4 separate regions of the Mus musculus genome follow, and regions 1, 2 and 3 are each linked to region 4. A link is a contact called in public promoter capture Hi-C data. All regions are on one chromosome and are shown on one strand. The core of a region is the stretch at or near the end of the contact, and the rest is flanking DNA. Distances in the headings are between cores, read along the strand shown.

Region 1 (2,789 bases), core at 106-2,605, 130 kb before region 4:
CAGGCCAGGGGTAAGCAGGGAAGGGAGGGGACGCACCGCACAGGACAACTTCTTCCCCAGAGACATTTGAAGTTCACCGTTCACTCACAGATGTGAACTGAATCCGATCTAAATTGGTCCGAATCCATTAGGGAGCTCTGATCTACCTACCCACTGCAAGGGGATGTTCCACACCGGCAGTGAGAAAACAGAGCTAGCTCAGAAAGTGTTCTCAATTAGCTTGTGTGAACCAAACGCTGGATGTAACCTAAGACCAAGATTTTATTGGGAGATGCTGCAAAGGCTTGGCAGATTGAGCCTGGATTCCTTGGAACGGGGCTTCAGTTTTGTATTCCCGGGAGTGGCGTTGTGATGTTAGTTAGTCTGCATTGTTAACGCATTTTCCCACCTGTAGGGTCTCTTTACTCTCTGTTGGACCAATCTCCTGAACTGTCTGCTTGATATTTTGATTTGGGAGCCTGGATGATATGAGATGGGTGGCCTGGGCCGTCTCTAGTTATGAAATACAATGCCCTCATTTCCATGAAATGCTTCAAGAAAACATGGAGAGCTAAGTGTTTCGACGGCACATTAAGAGTGAACTCCTCAGAATGCTAAGAATCTCTGCTTTAACTCGGAAAAATCCCGTCTCGGGATGGACTGTTCTGGAGAGCCCGGGCTGAAGGCTTGAGGTTTGACACACTGAGGTGCAGTGCACCGTAACTTAGCTCTAGCTGTGGGATCTTCAGTGAGCTCTTTAACCTTTCTTCATAGACTCAGTTTTCTCATTTGGGAAATGGGGACAATATGTGTAGTCACCTCATAGAATTACAACTAAGATTTTAAATGACATAACATGTACAACAAACTCATTGACTCCCAGTAATCGTCCCCGTGTCTTCCCAGCATGACTGTCCATCAAGCATTTGTTCCCCATAGTGGGTCACCATCGCTGCCCCTGGGGACCACAGCAGACCACAGCCCCGGCTTTTCTCCGGATGCTTTTGGCCAGTGCTAGTGCTGACTCACTGTAGGCTGGGGGAGTGTACGTGACTCTGCTGCCTGTCACACGTGAGGAGCTCAGGACCCGGATCTTTTAAGTTGTTTTGTTCGGAGATCCAGCAGTCTGAGAAGATTGTAGTTCAGTGCTAGATCGGTCTTCATCTCATCGTTAGCCAGCAGATTATAAAGTGGGGGAACAAAGGCAGTTGAACAACCATCGGTCTTGTCCTCATGATCAGGTGACCAGTCTTGTCTCTGAGATTTGAGGCATGGTGATGTTATTCTTCTTATCAGTCTCCTCCCCCAGAGCAGGGAGAGGATTCACAAACACCAAGGCCATGGAGTCTAGCACTCCCACTGAGCCAATTGTCTGGACGCCATCCAGATGGATGGTTAACGCAGAGTAAACATGCTATTAGCAAATGTGTGCATTAGACTCCTTCCTGCAGAGCAAGTGCTGCTGAGCTCTTAGGGTTTGGAACCTGCAGGCCTGCCCCTCACTGCCACCCGCAGTAACAATTAGCCTCGGGCTGAATTTGCAGGAGGCTGCAGAGGAATAGTTGAAGATCTCAGCTTGAAGCTGAGAGGCTAGCCACAAAACAAGCTTTCTTCCTTGGAAAAATCAGCTGACTGGGGCTTAAAATATTTACATTAGACATTGTTTTAACCACAGAACTTAGAAAAAGCAACTCTCTACAGAAAACTGGTCAAGAGCTCTGCGTTAACACTTTGGAAACAAAATTCACAGAAAGTAAATACAAGCTGTGGTGGGGAAAAAAAATAACTAATGCTCAAAGATGGGGCTCATGTGACATGCAGTTCTCACTTCAAAGGGATAAAGAGAAATTTTATTCTGAGCCAAACGTGACCATGGCACGGAATATGGGTGTAACCTGATTACAGCATACAACATGATACAGTGTGGAAGCAGTTACAGCTTTTCTAGTCACAACAAAACAAGCCCACACACACATCATGGACTTTCCCAAATGCTTCACAGATACATCAGACAGGCTGGTTATAGACAGGAGGGAGGCAATGTCCACCATGGGTTTCAGATGTTATCTGATGGCATGCTGAGCTCTTGGGTTGGTGGAAGCTAGTATTCTGCTGATATGCAATAGGCAAACCAAATGCTTTGCCTATTGGTTGGAAAAATATTAGGACAGATGAGAGTACAAGAGAAGCCCTACTGGAGTTGTGAGACCTCTACTTAGAGCGTTTCTCCCTGGAAGGTAAAGCCCCTGGACGTTCCCCAAGCTTGTTTTCCCTGATCTCTAAAAATACAGCCAGAAAGAAGCTCTTTGTTCTCTATAGCCAGCAAAAAGCCTTTTTGTTTCTGAGCCTTACAACCAGAGATGAGATAATTGTAGGAAGACCTACAAGGACATGGAGATAGACGCTGGAGAGGAGCTACAGCTCACTCACCCGCCCCCTCCCATCTCCCACCCCCACCTCATCTCCAGAAAGGAACTGTAGCCAACTCTCCTCCCAACTCTCCTCCCAATTCCTCAGCTAGCTGTTAAAAGCCTCCTACTGTTACTGCTCAGGTCGAACTCCCCTGCCCTGGGTGGCAGAAGGAGTTCATTCTCAGCTAGCTGATAGTAAAATCTCTTGCAGTTTGCATCAGGTGTGGTTTTCTCTCGAGTCATTGGGGTGCTGGCCAACTCATCCCGGGACTTGAGCAGAGGCCCAGCTTCGGGGGTCTTACAGAGTCGTTTGAAAATCTGCTTCTTGGTAAGATATGCTGTAGAACTAGAATGTTGTCATCATTGCTAGGCTCAAGCTGATTTGGCTCTAGATCTTCA
Region 2 (2,700 bases), core at 16-2,515, 77 kb after region 4:
ACAGCTTCGTACAAGTCAGAGGAAGCCCCCAGCACTGTGGTTGTAGGCTTCTCTGAATGTTTTGCTCATGCAGCATGAGAATTATGTGGATCCCCTAAAACTGTGGGTGTAGGTATTTTATAGCCATTCATGTAAAGGAGCAGAATAGATCTCAAACTAGAGTCCGTTAGTGTCTCTTAAATATATAACTATTTGGAGCACAGTTCTGGAAGGATGCTCAAGCCGGTGACAGAAGAAGGAGAATTAAACAGCACTCAGGGGCCGTCCGTCACCTTTGCTTTATCCATGCACGTGCTCAGTGATTAGTATAGGCCCTGACTGTCCTACTGTCTGACGTGAGGTGTTGTCATTCTTTCCAGTCCTGTGTACACATGTAGGCAGGACAAGGCCATACCTGGTATGGCAGGGAAGCTCTGAGGACAAGGGGGCCTGAGTTCATCTTCTACCAGGGCTTTTCTGACTCTGAAAGGGGAGCTGCCTGTTAAGGTGGCCACTGTGGGAGGAGTTGGGGAGCAGGCAGGGTAATGTCTGAGGAGCGATGGGGGGCAGGGAATAATCTGCACAGACTCCTTGCTTACAGTTGGCTTTCATGTGGTTTCGTGGACCCCACAGTTTGCAGCAGTTAGTAACATCAGTCATTGGTTAGATCAGGCAAGGCCTGCAGGCTCTGGGAAGCCAAAGAACCCTTCAGGGATTCCTGCCCCATCTGAGGACACAGTGTAGTCTTCTCAGTGGCCTGTGCAGCCTGACACAGCCTGGCTACTGTGAGCCTCTGAGCTGTGCTTCTCCGTTCCTGGCACTTTGTGTCCCGCTTTGTCGCCATCTGTCCGGGGCCTCAGTCCAGATGTCTGGCTTCGGCTAGGGTGCTGTTCGGACATCCGCCAGTCAGCTCTTCCTTCCTTCATGGTGCCCAATGAACATGTATTTTTTTCCCCTTAATATTTATTTTGTTTTTATTTATGTGTCTCTCTGTGTGTATGCTCCAAAGAGGATGTTTAATCCCCTGAACTAGTGGGGCTTGAACTAGTGGTTGTGAGCTGCCCAACAGGGGGTACTCAGACCCCATGTCTAGTCCTCTGTAACAGCAGCAAACTCTTAACTAATGGAGTCATCAGATACTAATCCCTGTCCCTCTCGTGGGTTTGCTCTAGTCACTCTGCAGTACCTGCAGTTGCCTTCCACTTGGCTTTCTCTCCTCACTCTGCCCTCCTCCCTGGCAGCAGCCCTGAGCAGCCCGCTCATCTGTGACTTTCTATTGCTTGTCTTTCCTTGCGCTGCCCTGCTAGCGTGTCAGTGCTACAAAGCAGGCACTTGTCCGCTCAGTTCCCTGACTTGTCCGAAGCCCTCCAGTGGCTGCATTGCCGGTTGTAGTTGCCCAGCAGGCTCTGCCTTTCCCGAGTTGTATTATGGTACTGTGCAGCACCAGGGCTAGAGGTCCCTAGGCAATATGTACTGGGGCCACAATTAGATGGCCTTGTGACTATGTAAAGGGAGAGACATTGGCCCTGGCCTCCATGGGAATTGTCCTGTTTACAGAGTCGAGTTTTGTCTGTCATGCCATCTTATCAAGACCATTCTGGACAGTTGTAAACTGGGACATCAGAGCCCAGTGGCAAGAGTAGGATTGATTCTCTGTTGGTTGAATTTTCTGCCAGCTCATACTTTGGCAGGAATTGTACTCAGGGACTTTTTTTCTCCTGAAATAACTCCCCACCCTACCAAGACAGGTGTTGTATTAGTGGCTGTACATAGGATACCTGTATAAGCTGGCTACCCATCTGCCAGAGCTGCAGTGTTGGCTCAGAAAAAAGGAGAGTGAGAACAAGTGAGCTTCTCTGCTGGCTCATTGGTCTGTCCAGGGAAGGCGGTAGGTGCGCCTCGCCTGCCTGTTCCAGCGGAGGTTTACATTCTCAGAACGTTAGTCCGCTGTTGGTGAGGCTGTTGGTGAGGCTCGGCTTCCTGCAGTGCTGGTCGGGAACTTTGTTTCAGTCTGGACAGATCGCAGGTGAAATTGCTACATCTTAAGCAAACAGGAGTAAGGAGTGCTCGTTTAGAAGCCGCTTAAGAACTTGGATGGCTGGGCCCTGGTATGTAATTGCTTCTTTTTAGGAATACAAGTAGCAGAGGTGACAGAAATATATGATGATGGTAAAATAATTTAGTTTTCAAAAATACAAAACGTGAGATTTGCTTCCCAGAGAATTCAGTTAGCAGCCAAATACTCAAACAAGAAAAACATCCTTCAGAATTTCTGCTAGGTCCAGCCAGCCCTGAGAACAGCACCCAGAAGTCGATTCTGTCTGCAGAGCAGTAGGTTTTATTTCCCCTGTACTGGGAAGTTGAAGACGGGGCCCAGTGTGTGCTTGGAAAGCACTAACCACTGAGCAGCAACCCAGACCCACATTGGAATGTTGAAGGGCCATAGTTTCCAGGTATAAGACCAATTACCCTTCACACCTCCATCCTGTCATTACCGGAAAACACTTCTCAGTAGTTCTCAGTTCTGCCCACGTTTCCTCCATATCCTGGACACGATCAGCTCCTGCCTGCTCCTCCCTCATCTTCCTTTGGATCCCTGTGGATCCAGACGTCTGCAACCCACATGGTGATTCTTCTCCTCAGTGCCAGCCTGTCCCACCCACTCCCACCCACCACTCAGTCTCACAGATGGTCCCTGAGAATCCTCCTGTCACCAGGGTG
Region 3 (2,700 bases), core at 186-2,685, 110 kb after region 4:
AAATACGAGGTCCCTTTAATATAGCTTTCTTGAACATGGTTTTACTTATTATAGTAATGCCCTTCCTAACGTTTCAGATTTGAAAAGAATCATGTTCTTAGCTTTCTATCTTGGAGACTATTTAAATGGCCTTTCTTTATTTAGAACTAACAATAGAACCTGGCCTAGAAGTCTCTCTGAATGGGGGCTGTGAGGTAAGGAGGAAACAATGTCACCGTGCCTCCAAAAAACCTCAAAGATCAGATTGTCCTAAGACAAGGAGAGTTTCTGGGGGAAATCCAGGAGGCAGGACTGTGGAATAGAAGTGGCATTTCCTAGCTGACCGATAGCATTGAACAAAGCTTTGGGTCACTTTCTGCACCTTTGGAAATGGGGGTGTTAGTTCACAGAGCCGGGCATGTAGGCCTCTGCCAAATATTTGATATTGAGTTTGAACTCAATATTTGAGATGTATATCATGTAACTTGAGGGAATTTCCGAGGGCACCTGGGAAGTGATCGTCTCTATCCTTCATGGAGGTGAGAGCAGAAATCTACAGTCTCTGTGTGACTGCCCAGCTGTTTCACGTACATGCATGCCCACCCCCGTCCAGGGTCTATTCTTTCTGTGGTGTGAGGACCCTATGTGTCCATGTTTGGGGAGGTACCCAGTACAGGTAAAGGGGTTGCAGGGGGCACAAATACTGGTGTGCTCCTTCTTTTCTAAGAAAACGTAATTTGAAAAGAATCGTAATTTGAAATTATTGATACCACTCATAATTAAGAACTTAACATTTTATTTACAGCTGCAAATAATTGGTACAGTCAGTAAACAAGAACTTTACATTTTATGTCCTCACTGAGGAAAGATAAACAGGAGCCCTAGGGGAGCTTGGAAGTGGAGTTTGTACCTCAGCCTCAGCATCAGCATCCTAGACTGTCAGGCACTGGTGTGGTCCTTCTGACTCTCTCCCCTCACTCCCCCACAAAGACGCATCCATCACTCAGTGCCACGTGAATGGCCACACCCCACTGTCCACCCACCATGGCCCCCCATTTTTGCACCTCAAGATCACAAAACAGTTTGCAGAGGGTAAAGATGTGGGAGGAAGGAGATGTGGAAATGGTGGTGGGTGCAGCCGGCAGCCAGGATGACTAAAATGAATCTCTTTGAAGTGTCTGGGTGGAAGGGAAATTTCCCCAGGGTTCTGAGCAGTTACCCCAGGGCCTCATGCTCTGAAGCCGTATACCTTGTTATCTGCCTTAGCCAGAAGTCCCTTCTGATTGCACTGTGGTGTTATTTAAAGTGTTTCCTGGTCTTGGTGTTTCACAGGCAGGAAGAAAGAGAGCCCAGAGTTTCATTTCCATGATTGGAAATGGTTTTCTTGCCTCAGTCACAGCCCCTCCCACTTCCCCTGCTGACCTCTTTAAGATGAGCGGATCTATTTCACAGGGCTGGGAGGTGGAGGGAGGTGTTAAAACAGTGACTCCAACATCAACACGATAATGTAGTGTGTGTGTGTAGTGTGTGCGTGTAGTGTGTGTGGAGTCAAGCCACGGTTGCAAGGGACAGGTGATTATAAAACCCACGATAATCTACCTTTCAAGTTAGGAAAGAGGCTTCCTGGAGGTCAGGCAGAACATTGTTCACACGTCTGGCAGTGCATTAATCACGAGCAATTCATTAGGCCTTAATGTGGATCTAATGAGAAATTCCTATTACTCAATGTTTGATTTGGGCTTTGTTGGTTAATTATCAAATGGAACACCAGAGACTCCAAAATGTGATTATGAAGTGATCTTTAATTTTTAAAAGTCCTTTCTTGGGGTGTAATATTCCATTAACAAACCTTAAGAATCAGAAGGCCCCAGTTTGGAGATGTGTAGCAACTGAATGTAATTACAGCCCCTTTCAGAGAAAAGCCTCTCGCTTCCCTGTGATCTAAGGCCTTGTAACCCGTTCCCTGTTGTGTGTCTCTTTTGTCTTAGTTTTCTGTGTTCCTGGGGATTATTTTCTTCCTGGAACTCACTGCTGGGGTGTTGGCATTTGTTTTCAAAGACTGGATCAAAGACCAGCTGTATTTCTTTATTAACAACAACATCAGAGCCTACAGAGATGACATTGATCTACAGAACCTCATAGACTTCACCCAGGAATATGTAAGTTCCAAGCAGGAGCATCTTTTCTCCCATAATGCCTTGTGTGCCTTTGCCAGCTGGAGACGGCCAACTGACGTTTCTGCCCAGTTTCTGGCTGTTTGCTTGTTGGTTTGTTTCCTTTTCCATGTTCCACCGCTCCTGTTTCATCTCAAGGAGACATGTTCCGAGTTCACTTGTTCCAACTTGTGTTAAATTAGAGAAAGATATAACTCTTAACTAAAAAGGCGATTACCGCACCGTCCCGTTGTCAGCTTTTGAAGAAAATTGCTTTTATATATGTTTAGAGTTTTATGTGATTAAATAAATTAAACGAGTTTTCCTTGCTCCTTCCCCTGTGCTCTCAATAATAAAATTATCAGGGGATTTGTTTGTAAAGTTCCTCAGATATGCTCATCCAGATACCACATGCATGTAGTCCGAACCAAAAGTTCAGAGATTCGTAAAACCTGCTGCCCTCTAACAAGTGAAAAAGAAGCAGACCCCGCCTGCCACACAGGTGTCTGAACGTGACTGTGTGACTGACTGTTCCCATACTGTAAACAGGCAGCTGTCATGTCACTCA
Region 4 (2,700 bases), core at 38-2,537:
TTTAAAAAAGAAAAGTGGCTGGAGCGATGGCTTGGCAGTTAAAGAGAACTCGTTGCTTACAGAGGACCCACATTTGATTCCCAGCGCATAGAACTCCGGTCCCAGGGGATTCAACACTCTCCTCTGGCCTCCTGGGCACCAAGCATGCAAGCAATACATAATCACACATGTGGGCAAAGCCCCAAACACACACACACACACGCACACACACACACACACACACACACACACACACACACACACACACAGAGTGACAGCGCAAGTTCAAAGTCAAAGAGCAAAAATAAGAAGGACGTAAAGACATAAAGACATAGAAAACAGTTGAACCCTCCCTCCGTGAACTTCAGACATCTGAGCGGCTCAACCCCTTATGGTCTGACATCATGGCCTCTGCTTGCCTGATTCCTCTGCCAGGCAGCTGGTTTGTGTCCACAGCCTGATTCGCTGTTCCGACTGATGGAAGTCTCTTCACCCTTAGAGTGCAGGCCCAGTGTCACACTGCAGGATACTGTCCCCTGTGCGACCTCTCAGTGTAAGACTGCTGCCTCTTGGTCACATGCAGCACTGTGTGGGTGACCTGCCACCGTGTGACGAAGCACGGGTCAAACAGCCACCTTTCCTTTACAGATTGTGTGGGTCAGGAGGCCAGGCAGGGCAGTTGGGTGACCCCTCTCTCTGGTATAGAGCCTTGATGGGAAGATGAGGACACTGGGGAGGGGGCGGGGGCAGTTCCAGGTGTGTGTCTGCACTGGCAGGACTTGAGGTGACACTCAGCACTTCTGCCCTGGGGCCTACGTGTAGCTGAGATGCCTTCACAGCAGTCGGACTTCAGGGTGTTCACACTTCTCTCAGGGCTTTTAGAGCTCCAAGAACCAGAATTCCAGGCACGAAAATAAGCAAGAAAATGCATGGCCTCTTCAATCCTAGCCTCAAAGTCACATGACATCATTTCCACCATAGGCCTGCCCAGATGCACAAAGAATGGCCTTAGGTCTCAGTTCTCCGTGAACAGAGAGTCTGAGGCCGCCTTTATTAACACTCAGTGCTACCTTGCCCCAGAGTCTGAAGCCCCTCCCCCACGAAGTCATATGTTGAGACCTATTCCCCACTCCTATAATACTGTACCCTGGGGCTTTGATGATACGGGATGCCTGCCCCCAATAAAGGAAGCCCAGGGTACCATCTAAGAAGTGGCGAGCGGTTTCACATCCTCAGGTCCTGTGACCCTGGATCTCTCAGCCTCCAGACTGTGAGACGAAATGTCTGTTGGTTTTTAGTTACTCCTCCCTGGTAATTTCACTTAGCAGTCACCTGACAGACAGCCGCTAATCAATCTGTGCTCTGTCAGGTCGCTCCTTGGTAAACCGCTCACTTCTTTGCATCATTATTTAATTGATTTTTGCTTTTCCAGTGAGAGGGTAAGCTGGTTTTTTGTTGTTGTTGTTGTTGTTGTTGTTGTTGTTTTCTGTTGGATCCTGAGCTTCTTGGTGGCTGGCACAGAGAGCAGGAGCTTGGTGAACTGATGGAAGGTGAAAAACATAGAACCAGAAAAGCCATAAGCATGATAAACCTGTAAGGCAGGCTCAGTATGTGTGACCCACGGCTTGGTTGGATCATCTTCCTGGTCTTGATTCTGCAGTCAATCTGAGGCTGCCTCGTGAGCTGCAGAGTCTTGTTGACGCCCGCCATTAGACACAGCAACGTAAGTAAAAGTGAGGCCGGCTGTTTGCTGAGTGCTTTCTACAAAAGCGGATAAACAGAATTAAAAATTTAAGGTTTAAATAGGCCACCGCTAATAGGGCTCATGCGCTCATGGATTTGTGTTTATTGAGTAGAGGGAAGGTAGGATGTGGTACAGTTTTTTAGTTTTAACAGCCTGCCTTTGTCAGAGCTTTATGGGGCTGATCATGTTTATTTAACACTCCCTGTGGGGCTTAGCATGAGAGTCTCTCATCTGTTGGGCTTCTCATTTCTTTTAAAAATTCTACTTGGAGGTAGAGGCGAGTGTAACCCTGCAAGACATCGTCCGCTTCTTCCCCGGTTTCTGCACAGCTGCCTGACAGCTGCCTTGGACTTGTTAGGTGAGTGCCAGTCTCCTTTTTTTTTTTTTTTTTTTTTTTTTTTTTGCCTGTAGAATTCCAAGGCAGGGTTTGCACAGGACCCCTTAAAAAATGCAGGGTGAGGCGATTCTGTGATCGAATGTGCAGTTTTTGTTTTCTCCTATGCAGCAAAGACCCCCACCCAACTCCCCAAGGCAGTGCAGAGCAGAGACAAAAAGCACTGACTACAGAATTGCTTGATCCCAAGTGTGAACTCTGACCCTATCACCTTTTATTGGTGTAACCTCAGGCGAGTTAGGCACCTTCCATATGTCTTCCCTGAGCCCTCCATGACAAGGAAGGGGGATGTCTGTGAAGATCCAACCGCAGCCTGTCGTGTGGAGAATGTTTGGGGGAGTCCTTGAATGGCTTTTAAACACTGGTCTTATTCTGGCTTTGTTCCCATTGGAAGGAAAAGCCTATGCTGTTTTAGGCTTGGAATATTAGTATATAACTGAGCTCCTTGAGGATTTTGCTTTGAAAAGCTTCTATTAAAGAATAAACATGGGCCGGGAGATGTTGGCTCAGTGGTTAAAGTACGTACTGCTTAACCATAAGGACTAGAGTTTAAATCCTTAGCACCCATGACAGAAAGCCATAG

What was found. Capture Hi-C pulls out chosen DNA fragments and counts their contacts.
Region 1: a contact with region 4 is called in a promoter capture Hi-C map of pancreatic islet. The contact joins two enhancer-like sites. A contact is called at or near these places in 5 of 484 Hi-C or Micro-C datasets (the Ba/F3 cell line, Sertoli cells, embryonic stem cells and 1 more), 1 of 115 datasets of contacts at active chromatin or transcription factors (embryonic stem cells) and 3 of 9 other capture datasets (adipose tissue, liver and pancreatic islet).
Region 2: a contact with region 4 is called in a promoter capture Hi-C map of pancreatic islet. The contact joins two enhancer-like sites. A contact is called at or near these places in 5 of 484 Hi-C or Micro-C datasets (cerebellar granule neurons, cerebral cortex, cortical neurons and 2 more), 2 of 115 datasets of contacts at active chromatin or transcription factors (differentiating embryonic stem cells and double positive thymocytes) and 3 of 9 other capture datasets (adipose tissue, liver and pancreatic islet).
Region 3: a promoter capture Hi-C map of pancreatic islet shows a contact between it and region 4. The contact joins two enhancer-like sites. A contact is called at or near these places in 6 of 484 Hi-C or Micro-C datasets (Sertoli cells, cerebral cortex, cranial neural crest and 2 more), 1 of 115 datasets of contacts at active chromatin or transcription factors (embryonic stem cells) and 3 of 9 other capture datasets (adipose tissue, liver and pancreatic islet).

The regions. Positions count from the first base shown.
Region 1 is chr3:138,653,821-138,656,609 of GRCm38.p6, forward strand. No RefSeq gene overlaps it. Among named protein-coding and RNA genes, the nearest start is that of 4930425O10Rik, 72 kb to the right of the region's middle. Within about 2 kb of position 1,356, at least 51 of the 459 cell types and tissues checked have an H3K27ac peak or open chromatin away from gene starts, as enhancers often do. A contact at or near this core is called in pancreatic islet, where this site is marked.
Region 2 is chr3:138,858,581-138,861,280 of GRCm38.p6, forward strand. All of the region lies in intron 1 of Tspan5 (tetraspanin 5), which reads left to right. Among named protein-coding and RNA genes, the nearest start is that of Tspan5, 120 kb to the left of the region's middle. Within about 2 kb of position 1,266, at least 94 of the 459 cell types and tissues checked have an H3K27ac peak or open chromatin away from gene starts, as enhancers often do. A contact at or near this core is called in pancreatic islet, where this site is marked.
Region 3 is chr3:138,892,381-138,895,080 of GRCm38.p6, forward strand. Tspan5 (tetraspanin 5) reads left to right here. Exons shown (of 8, transcript NM_019571.5): 4 at 1,968-2,138. Among named protein-coding and RNA genes, the nearest start is that of Tspan5, 150 kb to the left of the region's middle. Within about 2 kb of position 1,436, at least 41 of the 459 cell types and tissues checked have an H3K27ac peak or open chromatin away from gene starts, as enhancers often do. A contact at or near this core is called in pancreatic islet, where this site is marked.
Region 4 is chr3:138,781,219-138,783,918 of GRCm38.p6, forward strand. All of the region lies in intron 1 of Tspan5 (tetraspanin 5), which reads left to right. Among named protein-coding and RNA genes, the nearest start is that of Tspan5, 40 kb to the left of the region's middle. Within about 2 kb of position 1,288, at least 14 of the 459 cell types and tissues checked have an H3K27ac peak or open chromatin away from gene starts, as enhancers often do. A contact at or near this core is called in pancreatic islet, where this site is marked.